2 separate regions of the Pan troglodytes genome follow, and region 2 is linked to region 1. The links are chromatin contacts, called in public Hi-C maps. All regions are on one chromosome and are shown on one strand. Each heading gives the region's core, a stretch centred on a gene start, on an enhancer-like site or on the middle of the called end of the contact. The rest is flanking DNA. Distances are from core to core; before and after follow the strand shown.

Region 1 (4,665 bases), core at 579-3,078:
TGGTGCGATATCGGCTCACTGCAACCTCCACCTCCCAGGCTTAAGCAATTCTCCTGCCTCAGCCTCCCAAGTAGCTGGGACTACAGGTGCGCAGCACCAGATCCGGCTACTTTTTTGTATTTTTAGTAGAGAAAGGGTTTCACCATGTGCCTAGGCTGGTCTCAAACACCTGGACTCAAGCGATCCTCCAGCCTCGACCTCCCAAAGTGCTGGGATTATGGGCATGAGCCACCGCGCCCGGCCTTTGTTTAATTCTGTAAGGAACTGACAGACTGTCTTTCACAGCGGCTGCACTGTTCTGTGTTCCCAGCAGGCATGTGGGAGGGTTCTGATTTCTCCACATCCTCCCCAACAGCTGTTCTTATCTGTCTTTTCTGTCTTTTTTTATTCTAGCCGTCCCAGTGCAGGTGAAGCGTATATCATTGTGGTTTTAATTTACATTTCCCTTACAACTAATGATGTTGACCATCTTTTCATATGCTTATTGGCCATTTTATCTTTAAGGGTTTACTCACACGTGAATACGGTTGTCTTTTTACTGTTGAGTTGTGGGAGTTCTTAATGTGTTTTGGAGGCAAATCGCTTATTAGATACAAATTTGCAAACATTCTCCCAATTGTGTAGGTTGTATTCACTTTCTTGATGGTGTTTTATAAAACATAAAAGTTTTACATTGTGATGAAGTTTAATTGGTCTATTTTTTGTTGTTGTTGTTAGTTGTGCTTTTTGTGTGCTAAGAAGCCACCACCTAATCTAAGACTACAAGGACGTTCTCCTGTGTCTCCTCCAAGGGTTTCTGTGGTGCTCCCTCGGGCTCATAGGGGCCCGCGGTTCCTTCTGAGTTTCCTGAGGGCCGGGGCGGCTCAGGAGTGGGGGCGCAGCGCGTCCGCCCCTTTGGTCCCTGCCGGCGCTGCCAGGACAGACGAGCTGGAGGAGGAATATGTATTTAGGGCTCATCGGATCTTCTATGGGGCAAAATCGTTTGCTTGTTCTACTATTCAAGCACAATGTTTGGAGCCCTCGGCTAGGTCAGGACAAGGACACTGCGCGCCTTGCTTCGCGGGCCTCGCGCGCGGCCTTCGTGCGTCTCGGGCTGCTCCGGTGCTCGCCGCCGCCTGCGTGGGCCCTGGGCTTTCGCACCGCGGGAGGCCTCGCCTCCTTGAGCAGCCTGAGTTCAGGTGGGGCGGCCACGCCTGTGCCCGCGGCGCGGGTGCTGAGTCCCGACGCTGTGCGCCGCACTCCCGAGGCTGTGGTTGGGGGGTCGCGGTCGAGCTCTAGGGCCCCCGGCCGCAGAGCCCAGGCGCGGGGAGGGCGGCGGCTCCCAGCTCCCGGTTCCCGGCTCCGCGCCGCAGGCGTGAACGCCCAGCAGGCCCAACGGAGGGCGCCGGCGCCCGGGAGAGGCGCCGCCTTGGTTGCAGGGGCCGGGGCGCGGCGGCCCGGGCTTTGAGAGACGGGCCGCTCTTCCCGGCGCGGTGCCTTCCAGGGAGCCTGCGCCTGCAACACCGCAGCCAGAGCCGACACTCCGCGCCTTTCAAGGAGGAGGCCCCGTGCAGGCGCCCAGGGCCTGGGGTCGGGGGCTTGGGGGCAGAGGACGCGCGGGGGGCGGGACCCTGCCGGCCAGTCCCTTACCCGGGGACAGACGGGGAAGGCGGGAGCGCTCGCAGTTCCCTCCGGAGGGACCACACCGCCGGGGGCCCGAGCAGCCTGCGGTGGCTCGGCTCGGGCCGGCGGAGATCTGGGAGCACTTTCTGGAAGCCTCCACAGGCTTCAGGCGGACAGGAAGGACCTGGCGGGAGGCGTAGTAGGCGGGGTGAGGGGATCTCGGTGGCAGCGGGGACAGCGCGGCCCCGAGAACTGAGAACTGAGAGGGAGACGCTCTCGGGCCTCTCAGACCAGCATTGAGGAGCTGAGCCCTGCGGGCCAGGGGCGCAGAGAGGGTCCCGGGCGGTGAGGGGAGGGTCCCGGGCCGTGAGGGGAGGGTCCCGGGCCGTGAGGGGAGGGTCCCGGGCCGTGAGGGGAGGGTCCCGGGGGATGAGGGGAGGGTCCCGGGCCGTGAGGGGAGGGTCCCGGGCCGTGAGGGGAGTCCCGGGCTGTGAGGGGAGGGTCCCGACAGGGGGGTGGGTCCCGGGCCATGAAGGGAGGGTCCCGGGTGAGGGGAGGGTCCCGGGCCGTGAAGGGAGGGTCCCGGGTGAGGGGAGGGTCCCGGGCCATGAAGGGAGGGTCCCGGGTGAGGGGTGGGTCCCGGGCCATGAAGGGAGGGTCCCGGGTGAAGAGCAAGCTCATGACCCTCATTTACTGGGAATCCATTGCTCTGGCCCCGTCATGAGTGGGGTTCGCAGACTGGGCCAATCCGTACAGCGTATGTGTGCTCTGGTGTCTGGGGGCAGCACAGACGTTGTTACGGCTCCATCTGGCCTGGGTGAACACCTGGGTCTGTCTGTGGAGTTGGGGGATGCCGCCTGCTCAAGGGTCGCGTTCCTAGTATGCGTTCCAGAAAGGCTAGGCACCACCAGTGCTAAGCCGCAGAAGAGCTGTCAATCTGTCAGTCCTGTCCCGCTAAACCTGAACTTCTTTTTTTTTTTTTTTTTGAGACGGAGTCTCACTCTGTCGCCCAGGCTGGAGTGCAGTGGCGCAACCTCGGCTCACGGCTAATTTTTTGTATTTTTAGTACAGACGGGGTTTCACTGTGTTAGCCAGGATGGTCTCGATCTCCTGACCTTGTGATCCGCCCGCCTTGGCCTCCCAAAGTGCTGGGATTACAGGCGTGAGCCAACGCGCCCGGCCAAACCTGAACTTCTGAAAGAGCCAGGGAATCAGCCTCTTAGGGAAGGCCCTCCACCCTACTTGCCTGGGCTTTCTCTGCAAGCTCTGTGCAGAAGGGAGCAAGGTCTGCCTGATGCCACCACCGTGGGCCCAGTGTTCATGGTGTCCTAATGGAAGCTTTGAAATCACTTTGTGTTAGTCCTGGCTCTTAAGAAAATCGATGCAATGCCAATTAGGCACCACTATTTTTTTTGTGTTTAAAACATTTGAGGAAGATGATGCAGGGTGGGCCCTGAAGGGAGTGGGGTCCTGCCTGGAGCTGCTGTTTAGGCTCAGTCTTGGTGCTCTATATACATATCTACCATTGCAGTCTCATACAGAAAGTTCCATTGCCTTTTTGATTTTAAAAAGTGTTTATCACACAGGGGAGTTTTAGGGCAGTGCAACTATTCTGCATGATCCATGACATTATGCGCTTCTCAAGACCCAAAACTGCATAACAGGAAACATGAACCCTCAAGTAAACGATATGCTTTAGTTAGTAATGATGTATCAAATTGTAATGTATGGGCCACCAATGCAAGAAGTTATAATAACTGTGGAAGGAAGTGGGGCAGAGGGGGAGTATATGAGGACTCCCTGTACTTTCTGCTCAATTTTTCTGTAAAACCCAAAACTGCTCTAAAATATAAAGTCTATTAATGTTTTTTAAAGTGCTTATTATATAAAGAAATGATTTTGATTCACTATCTTTGGGATCTTTTTTTATGAGATTTGTTTAAAGTAGTGACTGCTTTGCAGTGATGGCACCATTCTTCTGGGATGCCTTTTTGACCTTGAGCAGCAGTTCCTGCCCTGCTGAGCAGGAAGACACAGTGAGTGGGAGACAAGCCTGGATGCTCACATGGCCTCATGCCCTGGTCTGTGAAATGGGATGGCATCTTGCATCATGGCGGTTCTGTCTAGTGGGAGAGTGATAAAGTGTGCCTGGCACAGTCTGTACCTTCAGTAAGTGTGGTTGTCAAAAGCAATAATTGGGTTGGCACTGACATTCATCATAGATGTACAAAAGTAACATGTAGATGGTGAATTGATGAGGAGGGGCCCATGGAGAGATGGGTTTGTGCCGTGTACTTTATTCTTCTAATTTTCTTATTCTCTTTGGGACTGTCCCTGTGGCTTCCATGTGGCTTCAGACAGGTGAGGAGCTGCTGCGTGTTCAGACTGGAAACCTGAGCTCATCAGCACGCAAGCCCGGGCTCTTCTGGGGTATCATGTTTTGAGAATATTTCTCTTTGAAATTTTAAACTCTCTTCCATTTGTATTTGTTGAAATTCTAGAGCTTTTGATAACTCATGCTAAAATTTTTAAATCACTTTTCGCTTTATCATCTTTTTATTTGAAATGTCAAAATTTATGTAGGAAGCATCATTTTGCCACCCTGCCGAAGTATTCTGACTAAAACTATCCAAGATCCTCCAAGAAATACATATGACTAAAGATAATGTTTCTCCCTTTCTGATAAAAAAAAAAACTATAGTAACTTTAATCCCTAAATAAATAAAACACACGTGGTTGTGACCCACATGAGATAATCAGTAGCTAGATACCTTGTGGTAAACGTATTGCTTTGTTTAATTTTTAAAACCTATATTGAAGTACATGCCTTACTATAGGAAATTAAACATTGTACAAATGGGCTGGAAGTGGGAACTACAAAGACAAGTCAGGGTTGTATTCCAGAGGGCTCAGAGGGACTTAGAGTTCTGTGTCTGCTGATCCAGCCCCCTTGAGATTTTGCTGTGATGAAAATGGGTGTCACAGATGAGGTTTCCTCAAGGTCATTGTTTTCCTCTTAGGTGGTGAAACTGACACCTAACACTCCTTGTTGTCTTAGGACTT
Region 2 (4,665 bases), core at 1,040-3,539, 84 kb after region 1:
TCAGGGAAAGGAAAGGCAGGCGCAGGCTGCGGCCGTTTCCACGATCCACCTCGTAGCTGGGGCGTGCGGCTTGCCTCGCCTTGTCCCGGCAGAACACTCTTACCTTTAATGGCGACTGAAAAGTTGCCACGAGTTCCTGATCATTGTGGTAGGTGCTGCGTGAAGCTGAGACGTGCGTGAGCCACATCCCAGGGGGCTTTGAGCCCCCACCGCGGCAGCGGCTGAGGGGAGGCTTGTCTTACTCGCACAGGAGGACACAGGGCTGCAGTGTTCACTCCAGGGCCTCTTATCATTGGGATCTGAGGAATTTTCCGAGAGGAAGTGCAAATTAACAATGATGAAAGGTTTGTGAGTGAGTGACAGGCACGTTCTATTGAGCACTGCATGGGGCATTGTGTGCCACCAGAGACGGGGGCAGAGGTCAAGAGCCCTCGAGGGCTGGGAGAGTTCGGAGGACAGAAGTCCTCAGAGCACAATGAAGCCAGACCCTGCAGCCGCCTTCCCCTTCGGGGGCTTCCTTAGAATGCAGCATTGCAGGTACTGAGCTGTCCCAGGTGAAGGGGGGCCGTCACGGTGTGTGGACGCCCCTCGGCTCAGCCCTCTAAGAGACTCGGCAGCCAGGATGGGCTCAAGGCATAAGCCCTCAAAGGAGGTTAGGAAGGAGCGAGGGAGAAAAGATATGCTTGTGTGACATCCTGACCGAAGTGAGAACAATTGTATCAGATAATGAGTCGTGTCCCATTGAGGGGTGCCGACAAGGACTCGGGAGGAGGCCACGGAGCCCTGTACTGAGGAGACGCCCGCAAGGAGCCTCGCGGGCCCAGCGTCCCGGGATCACTGGATGGTAAAGCCGCCCTGCCTGGCGTGGCTGGGCTTGGCCAAGACCCAGAAGCAGAAGTTCCGGAAGCTGGAGGTAGTGGCTGTGGGGGGCGCGAGGCGGCGGGGGACTGTCGCTGTTACGAGACAAAGCTGCAGTTGTCGGAGGCTGTGTGCGCCCTGGGTCTCCTCAGTGAGGACGTGGATGAGGGCGGCGAACCCACCATGATCTGTTCTCCATACAAAGCTACCCTAAACTTAGTTAGCTTGAGAAGCCCTATTTTACAGATTTATTCTTCATTTAGTGGCTCAGAAGTTCCAAAAGGGCTCAGCCAGGTGGTTCTTCACTCCACGGGGCACTGACTGTGTCCTCTGCTCAGCTGTGTCCTCGTGGGGGCTGGGCTGGAAGGTCCTGGGGGCTGCAGCTGTGTCCTCGTGGGGGCTGGGCTGGGAGGTCCTGGGGGCTGCCGCTGTGTCCTCGTGGGGGCTGGGCTGGGAGGTCCTGGGGGCTGCAGTCCCGCACCTCCACCTCCCTGCCCTTTCACAAAGTCCACCCTCAACCCTGGGTACTGGCCTCCTCAGAGCAGGTGGATGCAGGGTCGTGGGACCACCTGCCCAATGACTACAGGGCATGAGAGGGCAGCTGCAGTGTCCTGAGTCCCAGGCTCACTTCCGCCAAGTCCTGTGGGCAAAACAGATCGCAAGGCCGGACCCAGGCTCGGGGGAGGGAAATGGACTCCGTCCGGCCGAGGCAGTGTGGCAGGGTCAGTGGCCGGCTCCAGCAGGCAGACCTGGAGCCCAGCCTGTGTGACTCCAAAGTCAGTGTTCGAATGGAGCTCTTTGGAATTGAATTGCTTAAAAGGTGCCAATGTCGGAGAAGCTAGACGATACCCACAAACAGTACAGTTAGGCAGGTTATTAGTGCACATGCGTATATGGAATATTATGCAATATTTAAAATAATGGTTACATTGTTTAAAAGCATGGAAACGGTTTGTTCTCAGTGTCAGGAAGGAGGCAGGAGACAAGCTTCTCTATGCAGTATCACCTCAACAAGGTTAAAAAAGCCCATAGAAAAGGGCTTGGAAAGAAACATGTTGAATTGTCACGGTAGCTGTCCCATGGTGGCCAAAATAATGAGTGATTGTCTAAATTCACATCACTTTTGTGTACTTTCCAAATATTTTCTTCAAGCAGCACACATTTCTTTCAAATAAAAATTATGTAACGATGAAGAACATGCCTCGGTTTTAACTGAAATACTGGGTGCTGATGAAAACAGGCCGACATCTGTGGAACCCCCGGGGGCATGGAGCCCTCGGCTAAGGGTCTGCCTCTGGTCTCTCCCCAGGTGGGCGGGGGCAGGACGGAAGCCCGGTCATCACCTTCCCTGACTACCCGGCCTTCAGCGAGATTCCGGACAAGGAGTTCCAGAATGTCATGACCTACCTCACCAGCATCCCCAGGTACGTGCGCCCAGAGCCCGGCAGACATTGTGGTTTGGGGCAGAGTCCCTGTGAGATTTCACCAGGGTGGGGTCCCTGCAACTATGGGATGAGGCAGAGTCCCTGTGAGATTTCCCTGTCATGGGGTCCCCGTGACTGTGGGTCGGGGCAGAGTCCCTGTGAGATTTCCCCGTCATGGGGTCCCCGTGACTGTGGGTCGGGGCAGAGTCTCTGTGAGGTTTCATCATGGTGGGGTCCCCGTGACTGTGGGTCGGGGCAGAGTCTCTGTGAGGTTTCACCAGGGTGGGGTCCCCGTGACCGTGGGACGGGGCAGAGTCTCTGTGAGGTTTCCCCGTTATGGGGTCCCCGTGACCGTGGGACGGGGCAGAGTCCCTGTGAGATTTCTCCTTTGTGGGGTCCCCGTGACTGTGGGACGGGGCAGAGTCCCTGTGAGATTTCTCCTTTGTGGGGTCCCCGTGACTGTGGGACGGGGCAGAGTCCCTGTGAGGTTTCACTAGGGTGGGGTCCCCGTGACTGTGGGTTGGGGCAGAGTCCCTGTGAGGTTTCACCATGGTGGGGTCCCCGTGACTGTGGGTCGGGGCAGAGTCCCTGTGAGATTTCTCCTTTGTGGGGTCCCCGTGACTGTGGGACGGGGCAGAGTCCCTGTGAGGTTTCACTAGGGTGGGGTCCCCGTAACTGTGGGTTGGGGCAGAGTCCCTGTGAGGTTTCCCCATTGTGGGGTCCCCGTGACTGTGGGTTGGGGCAGAGTCTCTGTGAGGCTTCCCCGTCATGGGGTCCCTGTGACTGTGGGTTGGGGCAGAGTCTCTGTGAGGTTTCCCCATTGTGGGGTCCCTGTGACTTTGGGACGGGGCAGAGTCTCTGTGAGGTTCTACCAGGCTGGGGTCCCCGTGACTGTGGGTTGGGGCAGAGTCCCTGTGACTGTGGGATGGGGCAGAGTCTCTGTGAGGTTTCCCCATTGTGGGGTCCCTATGACTTTGGGATGGGGCAGAGTCTCTGTGAGGTTCCACCATGGTGGGGTCCCTGTGACTGTGGGTCGGGGCAGAGTCTCTGTGAGGTTCCACCAGGCTGGGGTCCCCGTGACTGTGGGTCGGGGCAGAGTCTCTGTGAGGTTCCACCATGGTGGGGTCCCCGTGACTGTGGGTCGGGGCAGAGTCTCTGTGAGGTTCCACCAGGCTGGGGTCCCCGTGACTGTGGGTCGGGGCAGAGTCTCTGTGAGGTTCCACCATGGTGGGGTCCCCATGACTGCAGGATGAATTAGGGTCTCTGGGAGCCATCGTTGAGTTCCCCGTGGCTTTGCTGAGGGGTTAGAGCTTTGTCAGCGTCATGGTTCCGAGGAGCTCAGGAGTCTGCCTCAGATCTGATCTGGGGTCCGAATCCAGCTTTTTCGCTCCCGAGCTGCCGTTCTTTCCTGGAGCTCGGAGGCCCACCTGGAGGCCCAGTTGCTCAGCAGTCAGGATCTGACTTAGCCTGAGCGCTGCTGTGCTCCCTCGTATACCGTCACTGCGCATGCCCGTTCGATCAGCAGAGTTCTGCGGTGCGAGGGCTTCTGTGTTCTTAATGCCGAGGAGCCCGTCTGCACGGGGCCTGATGCTCATGGGAGCAGAGCCCGTCCATGTGGCCTGTCTGTGTCGTGGTCAGGCCCTGGGGGCGTGGCCAGGCCCTGGGGGCGTGGCCGCCTCCTGCCCTTTCCAGGAAAGAACTGACCCCAGAGGTACCAGAAAATCCGGTTAACAAAAATGGTTCCCTCAGGCTGCAGTTTTTTGTTTTGTTCCAGGCAGAGCTGGGTCCCCGTCCTCTGAAAAGGTAGGGAGCCCAGTTCTGTGTCTCCCCAGCGGCCGGCAGGAGAGCAGCGTCAGGCCGGTGAGCTGCAGGCTGACTTGGGAGGGGTGCCGCGGGGGTCTCGCATCTGATGTGCTCATCCCAGCCTCCAGGAAGATGCTGAGAATGTCAGCCTCACACCAGACAGTGTAGTTGCTGCTTCCATTTGGGGTATAGTGAACACACACCAAGTAAAAACAGAAATATCCTTAAATATGGCATCTGTATCCCTCACATTACATAAGGTGGCAAAACACAGAGGAGATGTTTAACCATCAGCGTGAAAGTGCAGCCGTAGCCATTACCGTGAAGGTTCTTCATTCTTCAGTCTTTAAAGACAACAGCGCACTGGGCCTGGTAACTGAGAGCTCAGCGCATTGGCCTGACCTGGAAAACAGCACATTGATCCCGATAAATATCACATAACCACCAGTTGGCAGCAGCCAGCCTCTGCAGTCATGCCTCAAGGAGAGGGAGAGCGGTGGGCACCTCTGTCCACTTGGCGGGTTGAGGTGGGAGCTGGCGGAGCGGGGACCCTCACTGGTGGGCCTTTCGGGGGCAGGAC

Evidence for each region. Hi-C and Micro-C count contacts between places; a contact is called where the count stands out from the background.
Region 2: a contact with region 1 is called in a Hi-C map of stem cell-derived neural progenitor cells, with 6 times the contacts expected there. The contact joins the promoter of LOC129135245 here to the enhancer-like site in region 1. A contact is called at or near these places in 3 of 7 Hi-C or Micro-C datasets (blood, induced pluripotent stem cells and stem cell-derived neural progenitor cells) and 1 of 1 other capture datasets (stem cell-derived neural stem cells).

What each region holds. Positions count from the first base shown.
Region 1 is chr14:118,567,708-118,572,372 of NHGRI_mPanTro3-v2.0_pri, forward strand. The region is part of intron 2 of MCF2L (MCF.2 cell line derived transforming sequence like); the gene reads left to right. Among named protein-coding and RNA genes, the nearest start is that of MCF2L, 57 kb to the left of the region's middle. Within about 2 kb of position 1,829, at least 12 of the 24 cell types and tissues checked have an H3K27ac peak or open chromatin away from gene starts, as enhancers often do. A contact at or near this core is called in stem cell-derived neural progenitor cells and stem cell-derived neural stem cells, where this site is marked.
Region 2 is chr14:118,651,556-118,656,220 of NHGRI_mPanTro3-v2.0_pri, forward strand. LOC129135245 reads left to right here and starts at 2,290. Exons shown (of 2, transcript XM_063792366.1): 1 at 2,290-4,665. MCF2L (MCF.2 cell line derived transforming sequence like) reads left to right here. Exons shown (of 30, transcript XM_054665592.2): 4 at 2,168-2,282.